2 separate regions of the Mus musculus genome follow, and region 1 is linked to region 2. Evidence: chromatin contacts called from public promoter capture Hi-C data. All regions are on one chromosome and are shown on one strand. The core of a region is the stretch at or near the end of the contact, and the rest is flanking DNA. Distances in the headings are between cores, read along the strand shown.

What was found. Capture Hi-C pulls out chosen DNA fragments and counts their contacts.
Region 1: a promoter capture Hi-C map of adipose tissue shows a contact between it and region 2. The contact joins two enhancer-like sites. A contact is called at or near these places in 1 of 15 datasets of contacts at CTCF or cohesin (the NIH/3T3 cell line), 2 of 484 Hi-C or Micro-C datasets (cerebellum and nephron progenitors), 3 of 115 datasets of contacts at active chromatin or transcription factors (CD8 T cells, PVALB interneurons and effector CD8 T cells) and 2 of 9 other capture datasets (adipose tissue and pancreatic islet).

Annotation. Positions count from the first base shown.
Region 1 is chr17:26,661,712-26,665,430 of GRCm38.p6, forward strand. No RefSeq gene overlaps it. Among named protein-coding and RNA genes, the nearest start is that of Atp6v0e, 13 kb to the right of the region's middle. Within about 2 kb of position 1,465, at least 229 of the 459 cell types and tissues checked have an H3K27ac peak or open chromatin away from gene starts, as enhancers often do. A contact at or near this core is called in CD8 T cells, adipose tissue and effector CD8 T cells, where this site is marked.
Region 2 is chr17:26,751,310-26,754,994 of GRCm38.p6, forward strand. The region is part of intron 4 of Crebrf (CREB3 regulatory factor); the gene reads left to right. Among named protein-coding and RNA genes, the nearest start is that of Bnip1, 28 kb to the right of the region's middle. Within about 2 kb of position 2,347, at least 69 of the 459 cell types and tissues checked have an H3K27ac peak or open chromatin away from gene starts, as enhancers often do. A contact at or near this core is called in CD8 T cells, adipose tissue and effector CD8 T cells, where this site is marked.

The sequences.
Region 1 (3,719 bases), core at 215-2,714, 90 kb before region 2:
TGTGCAGTATATATCTGTTAAGTTTAAACCCTGACTGAGGTACCTACTTAACATATTACAGTGCACCTGGCCTCCAGGTTCTCCCAGCACCCCTCAGGATGCTTTACATGGTATGGCTGGCAAGCCCTGCCCTCTACCCTGAAATCAAGCTGTGCTGCTTCCCCCCAGAGACTCTTCCCTATATAATCCAGACATTCTGGTTACCCACCCTTCCTTTTTGTACCTTTGGCCTCCCGACTGCTGCACTTGGTTCCTCTCTCTCCCTTCCTCTTCCCCTTTCCATCTTCCCATGGTTCAGGGTCAGTTCTAGCCTGGACTCTTCCAGCTATGTCCGCCTCTGGCTATGTCTCCCTTTTATCTACAATAAACTTTCTCCTTCACTGTTCCTGGGAGCAGTCATGTCCTTTTCTTTCCTTTTTCATTTTTCTTTCTTTTTCTTTTTCTTTTTCTTTTTCCATTTGAAACCCATGTAATTTCTACAGACTCCTTTGTGGTGGGAAAGGGGGGGTGAAGTTTGGGGGTGAGGTGTTTGGGAATGGAGAGAAACTAAAAAGACATCATCAAGGAACTGGGGCTGCATGTGGCTCAGTGATAAAAGGGTTGCTGGGAAATAGGAGGTGGGTCTTCGTCTTGATAAAAATAATTTTTGTTAAAATGGACTCAAAAAGAAGTTGAGAACCATCTTGTGGGCTGTAAATCTCAGCTGTGGCAGCCGGGAGGAGAGATGTAAGAAAAGGCCAAGAAAAGGTTGCAGGCTGGGCAACGGAGGTCTCAGAGCAGCTTGTGCGGGTGTGGGGTAAATGGGTGAGGGAAGAGCTGTCTTCTGGGAATAATGCCCGAGGTGTCATGGCAAGCAAGGTGGGCTTTTAGCCTAGTTTACTGGGCATCCTCCCTTTCCTTTGAAATTTTACATTTTAAAGAGGGGCAATTTGCAGTGCTTCTCTATCTTAAAATGGGTGTGTCATCAAGGAAGCAGGAGGTGGGAGGCCAAGCAGATTTGGACAGAGTCCATCCTCAGTGGTATCCGAGCCGGCTAATGCCTGTCGAAGTACCCAACAGATATATCTTGGTTGGTTGGCTGATTTATGAGAAAGGGTCTCATACACTCCAGGCCAGCTCTTAACTTTTGATCCTCTGGGCTCTCCACCTCCCCAGTACTGGAATAGTAGGAATGAGACACCAAGCCAAGCTAGAAAGGGTCCCAAAGCCCTGGGTTCGGTCCCCGACACAAAACCAGAAACTGAAGCCAGAGAAGCATCGATGAGCTTCTGTTTCAGGCCCTACAAAGCGGTTCCATTAGGGGCTCCAGCCTGAGGTCCTGCCTACTCCGCTACACGGAGAGAACATGCCGAGACTCAACTCCAGCCGCAGGGGGCGCTGTTCTGCTTTCCTGAGGCAGGAAGCGCAGACTCGCGTCCCTTCTGTGCTTGAGCTACAAGAAATGTCATTTCCGGGCCTGCAATGCACGCCACCGGAACCGGAACCGGTGGGTAGTAGTGGTTCCGCCAGGACCCAGATTGTAGGCAGTTCCATCCCTTGGTGACTTCGGACCGCAGCATAAACCTCAAACACCATCTCTATGCCCCCTCCTACATGCTCTGAAAGACCTTGTCTTCCCGGCTGTCCAAGAAACTGCGGCAGAAGTAGAGCGTCTGCTCTATGCCCATTCGCAAGGACCAGGTACATCCAAAGGTCCTCGAGTTCTAGTTACTCAAGGGCGTATAGCTCATGCACCTCGTTATCATGAAATCCTGCAGGAGTCACATACCCCGAGACCTCAGCAAGGCGGCAGAGTGACTGCCGACAAGCTAGACCAGAGCCACTACAGTGCATTGAGTCCCCTTTGCCCTTATCACAAGCAGACTGTCTCCAGGTACAGATCTGACCATTGTTTTAGGGAATGAAGTGAGATAAAGTGAGGGGCTTTGCGTATTGGATGGACATCTGATGGTTGAGAGGTAAATTAGTAAAAAATATAACGAGTGAAGTGGAAAGAGTGGCGAGGCCAGTGATAGGCAGGCCGGGCTGGGCAGTTCCGAGTGCGCACTGCTCTTACAGAGAAACTGAGTGTAGCGCCCAGCGCCCATGTCTGGCAGCGTACAACTGCCTGTAATTCCAGCTGCAGGGAGATTCCATGCCCTGGGCCCTATGGACACTGCAGTCATGTGACATACAGACGTATACACATCATTATACATAGGCCTTTAATCCCAGCACTGAGGAGGCATACAAATTAAGTTTGAGGCCGGCCTGGTCTACACAGATCCAGTTCCAGGATAGTCAGAGCTATATAGAGAGGCCCTGTCTTGAAAAACCAATATGAACCTGAAAATGTTTGCCTTATATAAAGGAGAACGTCAAGAGTCTTCAGGCCACCGCAACCTTGCAAATCGCTCTCCTTTGCAAACAAGCTGGAAAATTCATATTCTCTTCTTTCTCCACATATCCTTCCTGCTACTGCTCTGTTCCTCATTTCATAGTCCGGTTTCTCAAAAGAGTCGTCTCCACCTGCCAAGCATAGTGATCTATGCTTTAATTCCTGGCACTCAGGAGATAGGAGCATGAGACTCTCTCAGGCCAGCCTGGTTTACAGAGCAAGTTCCAGGACAGCAAGGAGACATTGTCTCAAAAGACAGACAGACACAAAGAGAGATAGACAGAGAGAGGACTACCCTGTGTTCCCATTCACTCGTGGATGCTCTCCAGTCTCATCCCTGTCCCAGCTGCTTAGGCTGGGGTTATCAGTAACCTGTGTGGCTAAATCCAGTGGCCACATTCATTGGAGGTGGCACCACCACCTCCATATAAGCATGCTTATGCTTACAGTTGCTGGCAACGTCTCAGACTCCTTTTCTGGGTATTTCTCTCCTCTGATCCCTGACTCCTGGAGTTCCAGGCCTGGGTCCCATCTATTATTTTTCTATCTATACACATATATAGCCTTCTATTCTCCAGGCTTAAGAGAAGTGCTCTGTGGTAGCAGTGCCCCAGTTTTTGGATTTAATTTGAGACATGGCATCACTATTTAGCTTAAGTTGCGGTTTCTGTTTGGTAACTGTGCCCTGCTGCTGAGACACGGGCTCAGACTTCTAAAGCACTCTTGGTCCTAACATTCCTGCTGCTTCTAAAATCTGATTTTCTTCTCAGCTTCTATATCTTAGTAAGTGACATATCTCACCAGATGTCAAGACTTGACATGACAACTCAGCCCTCACAGAGTGGGATCATCTCCCTGTAATCCCGACACTCATTGTCCTATTGTGACAAAAGCCTTTGTGTCAGCTTAGCAACTCCTCATATCTCCTTTTCTGAACAGAAATGGTACTTGTGTATTTCCTCGTTAACTCTTTTCTGCCTCTCACACTTTAGTTCTGTGTGCCAGAGAGCCATCTTGTTTGCTGGCTGGGCTCAGTCCAGAGCCTGGCCCCCAACAGAGCTCTGTCAACATCTGAGTAGGGAAAAAAAAATCTTATTAACTAGATGAATATAAAAGGTATGGTATAAAGGACTTTACAATATATGTTTACACATCACCTAGATGTATATGAGTTGTGTTTTCTTTTAGATATGAAGAAACTAAAAGTCAGGTTAAATAATACAGAACATGTAGCTGACGATGACGTCAGATTTATGATCTTCCTGAGTGCTGCTGGACTTACAGGCGTGTGCTGCCATGGTAGACCTCTGCAGTGCCAGGACTTGTGAGTTGTAAGCAAACC
Region 2 (3,685 bases), core at 1,097-3,596:
CAGGATGAGATAAGTAAACCGTACAAATCAGGCTAGCCTGTAATTTTTGGGAAAACCTATCAAATGAAATGTGAGAAGGCAAAGAGTATAAGCTTAGGAGAAAAGAAAATTGAAAGGGGACCAGAGGAGTAAGGGTAAAGGGAGAAGAGGATAGACTGATGTGGTTAATTGGTACTGGGTATTAAATATAAAGGGAAGAGCTTGATGGGGTATAGTGTCTGAATGCAGTCTCCCCTGATTGCTGCTCGCAACCTCAATTCTCAATGGTCCTTCCTGCTTGTCCAGATGTCTGTTAAACTCTTTTTTTTTTTTTTTTTTTTTTGATTCTTTTTTTTTTTTTTTTCCCATTTTTTATTAGGTATTTAGCTCATTTACATTTCCAATGCTATACCAAAAGTCCCCCTTACCCACCCACCCCCACTCCCCTACCCACCCACTCCCCCCCTTTGGCCCTGGCGTTCCCCTGTACCGGGGCACACAAAGTCTGCGTGTCCAATGGTCCTCTCTTTCCAGTGATGGCCGACTAGGCCATCTTTTGATACATATGCAGCTAGAGTCAAGAGCTCAGGGGTACTGGTTAGTTCATAATGTTGTTCCACCTATAGGGTTGAAGATCCCTTTAGCTCCTTGGGTACTTTCTCTAGCTCCTCCATTGGGAGCCCTGTGATCCATCCATTAGCTGACTGTGAGCATCCACTTCTGTGTTTGCTAGGCCCCGGCATAGTCTCACAAGAGACAGCTACATCTGGGTCCTTTCGATAAAATCTTGCTAGTATATGCAATGGTGTCAGCGTTTGGATGCTGATTATGGGGTGGATCCCTGGATATGGCAGTCTCTACATGGTCCATCCTTTCATCTCAGCTCCAAACTTTGTTTCTGTAACTCCTTCCATGGGTGTTTTGTTCCCATGTTAAACTCTTAAGTTGTTCTTCACAGTTAAGGTCACAGTTCTTCCAGTGTTCAAGGCTGCTTGGAACTTACATCTTTATGTTTCTTTGCCAACTCTGTCTCTAGCCATGTTGTTGAATACTTCATGGTTCTGATGCAGACTTTGTTAGTCAGTTTTAGTCTGCTTGCCAGATTTCAGCACACAGCCTAGTAATGCTTTTCCTGTGTTTTACAAGAGTATGGGTTGGCAAGTTTTTGTTGTTACTGTTTTTGTCTTGTGTGGTTTTTTTCTTTTCATTTCAGTAGAGTCAACTTATCCTTTTTAGTAGTGTGTGGCTTCCTCTTCCCTTTAGCACCACCACAAGTCTCAACAAAAGGTGAAGCTGGACTCCTTTGAACGTTGTGTCAGACAAAGCACATCACTCTTGTAGTTGCTTACCAGCAAAGATCAAACTTGCTGGTCAGGAAAAATTCTTCCTTATCTTGGATTGTGGCCTTTCTGGGATTCATAGTATCTGAGGGATCAGCAGGTGTGTGCCCTGCCCCATAAGGGTCTTTATGGAAGACTGTGTCTAGACACCACTTCCATTGTAAGGGGCAGATCAGAAAGGTCCTCCTTTGCTTTATACATTTCTGTTTTCCTTACTATTAGACTCTGGATGTGTAGCTCCCATCCACATCTTCAAACAGCTGGCATCTAGCTTTTCCCAGTTTATTACCCAGAGATTCTTCTAACAGATTATGCTGGGATGCCCACCATATTTGATTTACATTTTTAGTTTTTTGAGATCACATAGGTGAATTCAAGAAAACTCAGTCTCCATGACACCATTTCCATCTTCTCAGAATTTTGATTTATACAGCGACTACACGTTTTTAAGTCTGTCTAGCCATATCCTCTTTCCTTTTCTTCCATAGCGTTTTCTCCTTGAGCAGCTAGGCAGTGGCTTTATGTATTAGAAGGTATTTAGTGTAATCTGGTGCTCTTCCTGGATCTAAGTGATAATGCTGCTTAATGTCTTAATGAATGAATATGCCATCTAAATTCATTCACTTTCACTTGACTTGAAGTGAAGCTTTGGGTTAGGATTACTTGTGCAGTATTCTAAATGTTAGTGAATGACATACTTGCACCATAAATTAACACAATTTTGTAGAACTTATTTGGGCTTTAAATTTTTTGGGGGGATACAAATTATTTCTTTTCTTGAAAGAAAGATTTAAACCAACTTGAGGGGTGCAAAAGGAAATTGTGGCTGAGAAATAGGAAGACATTTTTTGAATCAATAAAATAAGGCTAGTTATACTCCTGTCAGAGCAGTAGTCTGGGGTTGAGTGAGTGGTTTACAAAGATCCTTTTGTGATGACCAGCTCCTGAAATTCTGTTTCTTGGCAAATGGCTATGCAGTTGATGATCTTGCAAAGTTCCAGGAGAGGTGCAAAAATCAAGTTTCAGTTTCTCTTCTGAACCAACTGCCGAGTGCTAATAGAGCCTATTCTGTAGACTGGCTACAACTGGTTCGGGTTGTTAGATTGCATGGTTCAAGAACAAGAACTCACTTCCTTAAAAATGAGAGGTTATTTTTTAATTCTCATGAATGTTTTTCACAGTTGACTTTGCTTGTAGTCTGTTCAGACCATAGCTGTGTGGCTGGATGTTTTGTAAATATGGCATTCTTACTTTCTTTTTGTTGTCATTGTTTGGTTTTTTTGAGGCACGAGATCTACTGTAGTTCAGGCTGGCCTAGATTTGATATATACCTTCAGTTGACTTTGAACTCCTGATCCTCTCACCTCTACTTCCCAAGTGCCAGGATATATAGTGAACTACACTATATATCCTATCCTATCCTAATTTAATCATGTCAACAAGAAATGAGTTAGATAATTATGGCAGTATATCAACAAAAGAGAAGCAGGGTCAAGAAGAGAATCAAGAAATCATTTATCAAAACATGTTTTAGTATCTTTTATGTTAGGCATTGCATATATTAGGTATTAATTATATGTAAATTAATGGAATCCTTGCCTTAACAGAATTTAGAGTTGAACAGATGTATTTGCTCTTGGGATTTTTCAGTCATTCTTCCCTCCCATTGTAGTGGTGGGGATTGAGCCTTCAGCCTTCCACGTGGTGTGCCATAGCTACTCCACCATGAAGCAGCCTCCCCAGATCCTCTGAAAGTCATGCTTTTATTTTTATTTTTTGAGACAGGGTCTCTCTGTAGCCCTGGGTCCTGGAACTCACTATGTAGACCAGGCTAGCCCTGAACTAATAAATCTGCCTGTTCTTGCCTCCTGAATACTGGGATTAACTGCGTGTACCACTCTAGCAGGCTCTTTCAGAGTGTGTTAATATGTTTCTGTGCTCTGTGGCTTGGCCAGCCAGGGATGGAGGAGCATGGTTTTGTAAAACTTAACTTGGCCACAGATTCATTTTGAGTGGTGGTGGTTAGACTTCTGTTATAGACAAGAGTTCCTCTGGGCAAATTTTGTGAGAAGAATGAGTGGCTGTGGATGTTAGATCAGTGAGTAAGCATGTCAGTTTTCATTTTACTTGGTTCCATGGCCTTTATATTGAACAGTGTGTGGCTGGACACACTCTGTGAGTTGGGAGCGGAAAGGTAATAAATTTATAGGACATGCTAGTAGAAAAGATTGGGTCAGAAAGCTGCCAGCTCCTAAATGCTCCTTGGGAGCATTGAACACAGAAGTAAATCTAGTACCTGTTTTGGGTGGGATGAAGAAATAAACATTGCTGTGACTATGAATTTGGCATACAGTGAGCAAGACTTT